2 separate regions of the Oryctolagus cuniculus genome follow, and region 2 is linked to region 1. A link is a contact called in public Hi-C data. All regions are on one chromosome and are shown on one strand. Each heading gives the region's core, a stretch centred on a gene start, on an enhancer-like site or on the middle of the called end of the contact. The rest is flanking DNA. Distances are from core to core; before and after follow the strand shown. Region 1 overlaps KIFAP3 (kinesin associated protein 3). Region 2 holds the start of MROH9 (maestro heat like repeat family member 9).

Region 1 (5,156 bases), core at 1,395-3,894:
ACACTAGCAGTAAACCTGAGTACAGGAATGTGTGCAATGTGGAAGTGGTCATTTGCATGAGATAACTAAAAACTTTACCTTTGGTTTACTTCTTTAAAAATAAGCTCACTGAATACAAAATAAGATGAAAAAGAATTTAAGAGATGCTCCTAGTGTTTCATGCCTAAAGAAGTTGTATCATTTACGTCAAGCATGACATAGGGTCTGAAAGGTTTTGATTGAAAAACCTTATTTGTATAAGCAGTCCAGTCTCACTATGGTAAAAGCAAGGTATGATTGGCTATGGCATAATTTTAGTGCAACAGCAATTAGAATGCCAATGTGCAGGCATAAATCTCTATGAATTATGTAAGAGTCTTGTAAAGACAAACAGAAAGCATGTGCAAGAAGCATGCCAAGTATGATAGAGTATCTCTTACATGCCTAGATTGCATGGCAGAAGCCAGAATTTCCTAAGCATTTTTAGGGAAGGCTACATGATATTCATGTCATAACAATAACAAAACTAAATATATACTTATAAGAGTGTATTCTTATAATATGAGTCTTGAAAATACAACCTCAGGGTGTAGACATGTTAAAAGGGATAGCCATTGTTTACAGAAAAAGAAATCATGACAAAGAAAGTTAGATGCAGACTGTAACAAATTCTATCAGTAGAGACAGAAATCTCATCCAGATATTCTACCTTTGAGGTCATTGCACCCCCACTAACTTTAATAAAATTCATGAGTTGTTGGTTGATAAGTTTGTTCTTGAGTTTTGCTGAATTTAATAAGTTTAATTGCCAATCCTTAAATTAAGGAGGGAAATGTCAAAAGAAGTATATTATTTCCTAATACTACTTGGAAAATAATTTTAATTTAAAATTGACAGGGTACAAGTTGTCAGAATCCTATACTTTACATTCCAGCCTACACTGAATTTGCTTGGTATCAACCCAAGTGTCTGCCCAGAGTGTTTAGTCCATTCTTGGAAGATAAAGCAGCAATATATTATTTCATCAACAGAAGACTTGTAATACAACAATCTATAATTAGCTAACCTAAGCAGAAAAATGAATTTATATTTTTAATATATCCATAATGTAATATTTAAATGTATTCTTCAGGACCACAAAAGCTTATGAGATAGATGCAGATTTACTTTAGTGCCTGTTTTAGTGCATTTAGCAATGCCAGTATGCTTTTATAGTATTCTGAGATCCTAAATGTTTTAGAGGACACTGAGTAACTGAAATACTTGTCTGACTTGCATTCATTACTGAAATTACTGAATTATTGGTTGAAAAGTTTCAAATAACACTTTCCAATATGTATATTTTCAATTCTAAAGTTGTCTAGAATCATATTTTCAAACTTTCATGCTTAGCTATTATGAAGCATGCATTTTTAAGGTATAAATATAATTTCTGGGGTGATTATTTGGCTCAGCAGTTAAGTCATTGCTTGGGACACTGGTATCCCATATTGGAGTGCCTGGTTCAAGTCCTGGCTCCTCCACTTCCAATCCAGTTTCCTTTTAATGCCTTCCTTCAGAAGCAGCAGACTGATGGCTCAAATACTTGGGTCTCTGCCACCCATGTGGGAGACCTGGCTTGAGTTTCTGGCTCCTGGTTGTTGCAGGCATTTGGCAAGTGGACCAGTGGATGGAAGATCCCTGTCATTTCTCTCTCTTGCTTTCTTCACTCACTGTCACGCTATCTCTCTACCCCCTTTCAAATGAAATGAAAATAAAATTAAGCATATATATTTTCTATTAAGCAGATTTATGCCCTGAATTTTAGAAAAATACACTTAGATAACAAAAAAAATTTATGTATTAACCATTTGATTTTTATGAACAAAACATAGTTTGTCTGTTATGTAACCCAAAAAAATGTTGAAACAACTAGTCAGAAATAAATTTGAAGCTTTAAGCATCCTTTGGTAAAATTTTCATCAAAAAAAATTTTTAAGGACATACATTTGTCTACCTCTTGTGTAAGGTAGTGAGAGAAAGTGGAAAGTTTCCAAACTACAACAGAATATTCCCCAAATATTTAAGGGCATTGGAGACGTGATCTTTTTAAAGGAATCTAACATTACAATCTTTCTTTAAGAGAGAATGGCATTATTTCAATGGAGGTAGTATGCATATCAGTTGATCATGCTGTCTCTGATTTTGCTCATTTGTCAGATTTCAGTCTGTTCCACAAAGACAGAGAGTTGATAGAGCCCATTTTGTATAGTAAGTACTCAGGACAGTGTTGGATTCCATTCCATTTCTTAAACTTGTTATTTCGGTAGTGTATTATAACTTCAAGATTCTGGTTGGTGCTTAAATTACAGTAACTAAAGGTCATTATTCATATTTTAACCAGTTAGTCCAGCTCAAGAATTTTTAGTACTAGCATTAACTTTTGAATTATGTTTGAGGTCTTAGACTTTACAGCATGTTTAGTTTCTTTTCATTTCTTATTAGTATTTTTCAGTACTTAATAGTCTCCTGCCCCCACCTCCAACAAGAACTCGCCTCTCTGTTCAACATCAGAAACATTTTCCTTTTTGGCATGTGCTTTCGAGTTCCCCAAGCAGTATAAGCAAATTGGAAAGTTCAGCTGTCATTCTTGGAAGGTCATAGATCACACTAGCAGCCTGAGTAATCCAAGAGGTTTTAAGTATCATAGCATTTAGTTTAAAGTGAAATTTGCTCTGACAGGGCTGGCAGACCAATAGGAAAAAGAAATATTTGTGCTTGGAGAAGTGCATATGTAGAGACCAAGAGTATAACTGATGGCTGGAAGTGATTTCAGTCTAAAAAAACAAATCATTAAGAGAGTGCATAGGGGTAAAATACACAGTTCATATTTTAAAGAGTCTCAAAATGAACCAGCAACTAAGGTTAGCATTACATAGTAATTAGTTGTGGTGTTCAGGCTTTAACTCACTCAGTACCAGACAGTATGGTTAAACGATCACTGAGAAAATATTGCTACTTAAGATATGCTCTGCCTTAAGCCTACAGCAGTAATTTTTGTACCTTAAAAAACCAAGGTATTATGACAGATTATATAAATGTTGAACCAGTAACAGACAAACAGTTATTTAAAAGAGGTGCTAATGACTCAGTTTATTGACCCAGGGGTTATTTAAGCCACTCAGTAAGTTCCCTGAACATTTGGTGGTGTGAAATGAAGCATTGCTTGATACTACAGAACTGCCAGTTTTAAAATGTTCTTATACTTAATTGAAGAAATGTAAGTTAAAGATGACGAGATGGTATGCCTTCATTAAGCATTGCCATAAAAAGCCTGATATCATTATAGGTTTGAGTAAGTATTCACTTCAGCTTGATAATCACATCTGACAAGTTCTATTAGACACCTCCTGGAGTACTATTTTGTTGTTAATAGCTACAAATAAGGAGAAATAAAAAATTTTAATTGCTTCAGTTATTTCTTTCAAATAATTTTATCTTCAAGATAGCTAGCTTTAAATCACGGGAATGCATATTTATAATTTTTTTCTTGGATGTACAGAGTAAAGAAATAAGAATAAAATGGCAAGAACTTCCAGCAATGTGGTACATAAGTTAACTTGGAAGAACCCCTTTCTATATAGGTATGTGGAGGTGGTGGGCAAAATGTAATGAAAATTTCTAACACATGAAGGACCTCATAAAGAAGATAGGGAACACCCCAAATGCCAAAGAAAAGAAAAAGAAAAAGAGCCACTAACAGGAGTATTGTAGTAGATATAGATGATATAGAACAGGAAAATGGAACTGAATTCCCTATGTAAAGCCTGTAACTTAAAGGCTCCCTTTTTTTTCCCTTAAAAGTTGAAAAGAGGACTAGGTGCCCCAAGACCCAAGGTGGTGGAGGATGGTCACCTGTGAGAGAAACCACACGCTTGTACCTTGCAAATGAATACGTTCAGAGTTCATACTGAGCAGCTAATTCAGGGGGATCCACACCAGGAAACTGCCATTGCAGTTCTCCCAGTGCAGTGAGGTGATCTCCCCAGAATTCTGAAGTGTGTTTTAATCAAGGTCAGAACCTCCCTGTAGAAATACTTCCACAGCTCAGTGCAAACTGAAATGAGGAGGTGGGGGGAGGTACTGAAATTGTATTCATAACTAAAAATTACAAAAGAAAGGGCCATCTTGTAGGAGACTCAGACACAAGAGGGAAAGTGTTAAGACACCCAAGAAATAGAATTAATGGAACAGTGTTGTTTGTTTGTTTGCTTGTTTTTCATTCATACTGTTTGTTGAACTCTCTCCTTAGTATAGGGTCAGTCTTAATGAGCGTAAAGTTAACTGAAAATAGATCTTTGTAAAAAAAAAAAAAAAAAAGAATGGGAATGGGAGTGGGAGGACGAAAAAGGGCAGGAGTATAAGCGGGAAGGAGGTAGAATGGGAAGAATCACGATGTTCCTAAATTTGTATACATGAAATCCATGAGGTTTGACTCTAAAGTGGAATAAATAAGTTAAATAAATTTTAATAGAAAACTTAATGCGACGATGACATAGTATGAGAAAAGTATCAGCTATAACATCTCATAAAAATATCATTAAGGCAGATTCTGAAGATGGGTTAAACAGATTAAGGTGGTTAAGAAGAGCAGTACAAATTGAATGAGATTAGAGTCAGTGGAATGTAATTTCTTCAACATTTGGAATAAATCAGAGGCTATTTTACATATGCCTCAGCGTTAGTACAAATTAGCTTTTATCTGAAGCATCTCAATACAGTACATTGAAAGGCTCTGTTTCCAAGCTGGTATTTTTCCCCTTATATTTGATAGGTATCCTTTAAAAATATTTTTAAATAACCTCCAGATAAGTACTTTAAATAATATGTGTGTTTTGCCCTTAATTTTTGGAAAAATACTTAGTTTTATTTTAATAAAAATATGATTTTAAGATGCTTCATCCATTTACATTACCACAATAAAAGAAATTTGTGCATTTTTGAGATTAAGAATAAAGAAAACTAAAATGGAAAATGACAGCTCAATTTGATATGTATTAGTGAAACACACTAAAAGAATGCTTAACTGTGTTCTTCGATTTCATTTTCTCAAAAATACAAAGGTTCAAGTCCAAAGCAATAAGTAATTCCTTTGAGCAATGTAAAATACATGTATACTTAAGATGTATAAATTCATA
Region 2 (5,156 bases), core at 1,513-4,012, 1.1 Mb before region 1:
TGCATCAAATTGGATGCAACTGGAATCCATTATACTTAGTGAAATAAACCAGTCACAAAAAGATAAATACCATATAGTCTCTCTGATCTGTGGTAATTAATAGAGTACCTAAAAGGTGACACTGACACCTTGAGATGTGATGATTTTGAACAGCCCTTATCTTGACTGTTGAGGAACAATTTTTTTGTTTTTGTTTTTGTTGATTTTTCTGTTTTCTTCATAGTATTCAGTGAACTCTCTATTTCATGTAGGGTTAACCTCGTGAGTATAAAATTGACTGAAAACAGATTTGTTAAAAATAAGAATGGGAGTGGGAGAGTGGGGAGGAAGAAGGGTTTAAGCATGGGCAGGAGGGAAGCCTAGAGAAGGAATCACAGTGTCCACAAATTTGCGTATATTAAATTCATGAAGTGTGTATTCCCCAAATAAAAGAAAAAAATGACAAAAGGGACTCTAGTAAGTGCCCAGTGTGCCAGTAGTAAAGACCAACACTGAGTCCTCAATATAGTACCATCTCCCAGGATGATCAACCAGTCACCTTCTGGCAGGTTGCTTATATTGGGCCATATCTTTCATAGAAAGAGCAGAATTTTGTTTTTTACAGGAATAGACTCTTACTCTGGATACAGGTTCTCTGCATGCGACATTTCTTCCATAACTGAATTTGTGAACTTTCAGAATACCTTATCTATCTATCATCATGGTTTTCCACATAACATTGTGTCTGAACAAGAAATTCACTTCACAGCCAAAGAAATGGGACAATGGGATCATGCTCATGGAATTCACCATCCTAAAGCAGCTTTTTTGATAGAATGGTAGAATGACCATTTGAAGACTCAGATTTGTCTGTAGAATTTACAGCTAGGTGGCACTATCTTACAAGATTGAGAAAAGAAAGCTCCCTCATGAGGCTGATTATATTCTGAATTGGTGTTCAATTAATGGTGCAGTTTCTCCCATAACCACTATTCATAGGTCTAAAAATCAATGAGTGGAAATAAGAGTGGCACCACTCACTGTTATTTGTGGTGGTGCACTTGCTTCCAGTTCCTGTGACCTTATAATCTTCTGGCTTAAAATCAGATACAGAAGAAAGAAGCATCCCTCTTCTACCAGGAGACAACAGTTCCACTGAATTGGAAATTAAAGATGCCAACTGGCCACTTTGGTCTCTTTCCTGTGAATCAGAAGGAAAAGAAGAGAGTTCGCTATGCTGGCTGAACTGTCTCACCCTGCCTGCTAAGAATAAATTGGACCACTATTTGGTAGTAGAAATTAGGAAGAGTGTATCTGGAATGTAGGAGATCCCTTAGGGCATTTTCCAGTTTTACCATGCTTGTGATCAAAATAAATGGAAACATACAGCAACTCAATTCAGGTAGAATTGCTAATGGTCCACGTGTTTCAGAAGAATTCGGGTCCCCTCAGTAAGTAAAAAACCATGAGGTACTTGCTGAAGGCAAAGGAATGCAGAATAGGAAGTCAAGGAAGGCAATTAAAAACACAACTTATGATAGTGTGACAAGTAAAAAAATGAGAACTGCAATCATTATGAGTGTTTTGCCCAATATTTTCTTAATTTATTATGAATAACTATGTGTGTTTATAGCAAGTATTTTTATTTTCATTCCTCTCTTATTCCTTCAACATGTGTTGACTTCAAATCATGGCATTTAAATATTCTTAATTTTACATCATACTACTTAAGTTTTGGCATATCATAAAAACATAAACATCACTTAAGGACTTTTTCTCCTTTTAAGGCAAAGTTTTTGTTTATGTTGGGATTGTATGCAGAATAGTTGTATCATGTTAGGTGGAATTTTTATTTTATTTTGTCTCTATTCAGAGATTAAGTTTAAGGAAATGTTAACCAAATTGACAGAAAGTAGACTCATATATCAACCTGACTGAACCATAGGATGCCCAGTATTGATAAACACTATTTTCAATTGTGTTTGTCAAGGTGATCCAGGAGATATCGACATTTAAATTTGTGGACTCAGTAAAGCAGTTGGCCTTCCCCAATTGAAAGGGCATCCTCCATTCCATATTTAGCTGAGGGCTTAAATAAAACAAGAAAGCTTAGGAATGTTCACTTCCTCTCTGCATCGCTTACACATTAAGCAATGACAGCTGATGACGGAGTTGGGACATTGATCTTTTTGCCTCAGCACTCCTTGTTTTCAAGCCTTCAGAATCAGGCTGGAATCCACATCACTGGCTCTCTGGCTCTAAGGCCTTCAAACTATACCATTGGACTTCCTGCATCTCTGGCTTACAGCTAGAAAGTTGTAGGACTTCTCAATCTCTGTAATCATGTCAATAATTCCTTACAATGTCTGTTTCTATGTATGGGTTCTATTTCTCTGGAGAATGCTGGTTAATGCAACATGAAGTTGGAGGGTTCAACTAACAAAGTTGAATTCTTCCAATTGTTAAATTTGGTGGGAATTTTAGATGACGGCCTATGGTGAAATATTTTCTAATATATCCATGGTTTTTCTCTTATCACAACAACAATAACATCAATAACAAAAACGAAGACACTTAAGAAAAAAGGTCAGGGTTAGAAAGAAGACAAGATTTTGCAAGATTAACAGGGGCATAATTACTTACTTTTTATAATTTCTCTGTAACCATTGGTAAGGCAAAGTATAGAAGAGAAACTTATATTTCCTTTTAAGCAAAGGTAAAGTCCTCTGTTCAGTTAAATGATGAGAATCCTCTGAAATGTTTTCATTTGTCATGGTAACCATATGTTTCCAAGATTCCATTCCAGAATGGTTGTGGTGTCTGGCTAGAATACTCTAACATGTTCGAGTGACTGTTAATGCTCATCTCTCACTACAGAGAATGGAAAGTTTCTAGTTCCTGTGTAACTAGCAATGTCAGATATTTTTGCAAACTAACAGCTCAGTAGAAGTAAACACAGGATATGAATAGAAATTTTATAGAAGAGGAAACTGAATGGCTAAAAATTATGAAAATATATTTAATTTCACTTCAGTTCAAAGTAATGTAAGTCAGTTAAACATAAATTTATAGTAAGTAAAAACAAAATAATAATTAAAAATAAATCAATAAAATTTGATGTCAAATAAATAAAGGATAAATAGAACTTTTGAGATTTCTCATACAATTGGTTAAAGCATAAATGATATAAGTAACTTGTGGAACAATTTATCATATTCTAGCAACATTTTAATCCTACAACCTTTAATTTCTAATTGTAGGTCCAAAGATTATAGAAACATTTAAACAATTGATGTACTAAAACATGGAGAAGGATGTTCATTGCAGTATTCTCTTTATAATGTATTTGTTAAATAATTCATATACTATAGAATTCATCATTTTAAAGTATACAATTAGTGCTTTTTTAATATATGTACAATCATACAACAATCAGAACTGATTTTGGACCATTTTCATCTCAGCTGGATTGGTTGTTATTTTTATTGTTGAGTTTTTGAGTTGCAAGAAACCTCATTCCCACAGTCAAATCCTCATTCCTCTTCCCACCAGTGCCTGGAAACCATTTATCGCTTTTCTCTCTTCATGAATTTTCTCTCTTCATGAATTTTCCCTTTCTGGACATTTCATATAAACAATATATAATAAATGGCATTTTGAGTCTTTTTAGTATTGAGCTGCTGGTGATTTTTTTAAATATATATCCTGGATGCCAGATCATTATAAGGTATATGATTTGCAAATATCCCCTACTATTCTGTGAGCTACCTTTACACTTTCTTAAAACTATCCTTTGAAGCAAAAAAAGTTTTTAATTTAAATGAAATTCAATTATTATTTATTTAGTACTTGTGTTTTGGACTCACAAGAATTCACTCAGAATTAACTGTCTGATCCAACTAGTCTTTTCTTCTAAGAGTTTTGTAATTTTAATATCTTACATTTAGATTTTTGATAAACTTTGAGTTTTTTTATTTTTAAGAATTGTTACTGACTTAAAAGAGAGAGAGTGAATGTGACACACAGAGATCTCTCATCTCCTGGTTCACTCTCCAAAATTTCTGCAAAAGCTGGGGCTAGGCCGGGATAAAGCCAAATATGGGAATTCAATCTAGGTTGCCCATGTGGTGGTAGGGACACAAATACTGAAGCTATCACCTGATCCCTCTCAGAGCATGCATTAGCAGGAAGTTGTAATTGGGTATGGAGCTGCTACCCCATCCAGGAACTTTAATTTGGGATGTGGGCATCCCATGAGGTATCTTAACTGCTATGTCAAACGTCCATCATGCTTTGAGTTAATTTTAGTATATGATGGGAGTTATGAGTCTACCTTTACACCTCTGCATCTGCATGTTGAGTTAGCTTAGACTCATTTGTTAAAAATGGCTGTTATCCACCCTATCTTATTTAAAAGGCTATTTTTTCCCAAATGAATTGTCTTGGCATCCTTAAATTACATCTTAAGCTTTGTGGTTTTTTTTTTTTTTCCAAGCTTGTCTTATCCATCCTGGATCCTTTAAGTTTCTACATGAATTTTAGAATCTGATTGTCAATTTATGCAATATATGCAGCTTGGATTTTGGGAGGGATTGGGTCAAATATATAGAACAATTTGGGGAGTATAGCTCTCTTAATAATATTAAGTTCTGATCCATGAACTTTTCATTTATTATCTTCTCTCAAATTTTTTCAGCTTCATCTTACAGTTTCCAGAGTACAGTTGGTACACTTATTTTGTTAAATTGCTGCCAAATATGTCATTCTTTTGCATGTAACTCTGAAAGGAATTGTTTTCTTAATCTCATATTTCTTTTTTTCAGTTGAGGAATGAGTGAGTGGCATAACAGTGAAAATGCTGCTCGGGGCTCTCACATCTCGTTTCAGCGTGTCCAAGTTTGTACCTTAGCTCCACTCCCTATTCCAGTTTCCTGCTGAGGGTAAGTGATGGGTCAAATGGTTGGATACCTACCGTCCATGTAGGAGACCTGGATGGAATTCTTACTTGCAGCTTTAGCCTAAGAATCTGCAGTCAATGTAGGCATTTGTGAAGTGAATCAGCAGATGGGAGCTCTCTCTCTCTGTCTCTCTACACAAATACACAAATAAAATATACAAATACACAAATAAAAATTAGAAATACAATGAACTTTTATATATTGACTTACAGAGCTTAT

What was found. A called contact is a pair of places that touch in the nucleus more often than the background predicts.
Region 2: a Hi-C map of skin fibroblasts shows a contact between it and region 1, with 2.8 times the contacts expected there. The contact joins the promoter of MROH9 here to the enhancer-like site in region 1. A contact is called at or near these places in 4 of 6 Hi-C or Micro-C datasets (ear pinna, embryonic fibroblasts, psoas muscle and 1 more).

The regions. Positions count from the first base shown.
Region 1 is chr7:27,802,534-27,807,689 of mOryCun1.1, reverse strand. All of the region lies in intron 20 of KIFAP3 (kinesin associated protein 3), which reads left to right. Among named protein-coding and RNA genes, the nearest start is that of SCYL3, 49 kb to the right of the region's middle. Within about 2 kb of position 2,644, at least 1 of the 8 cell types and tissues checked has an H3K27ac peak or open chromatin away from gene starts, as enhancers often do.
Region 2 is chr7:28,896,502-28,901,657 of mOryCun1.1, reverse strand. MROH9 (maestro heat like repeat family member 9) reads right to left here and starts at 2,762. Exons shown (of 23, transcript XM_051857125.2): 1 at 2,623-2,762. LOC127493547 (a long non-coding RNA gene) reads left to right here and starts at 2,808. Exons shown (of 3, transcript XR_007923825.2): 1 at 2,808-3,024; 2 at 4,803-4,919.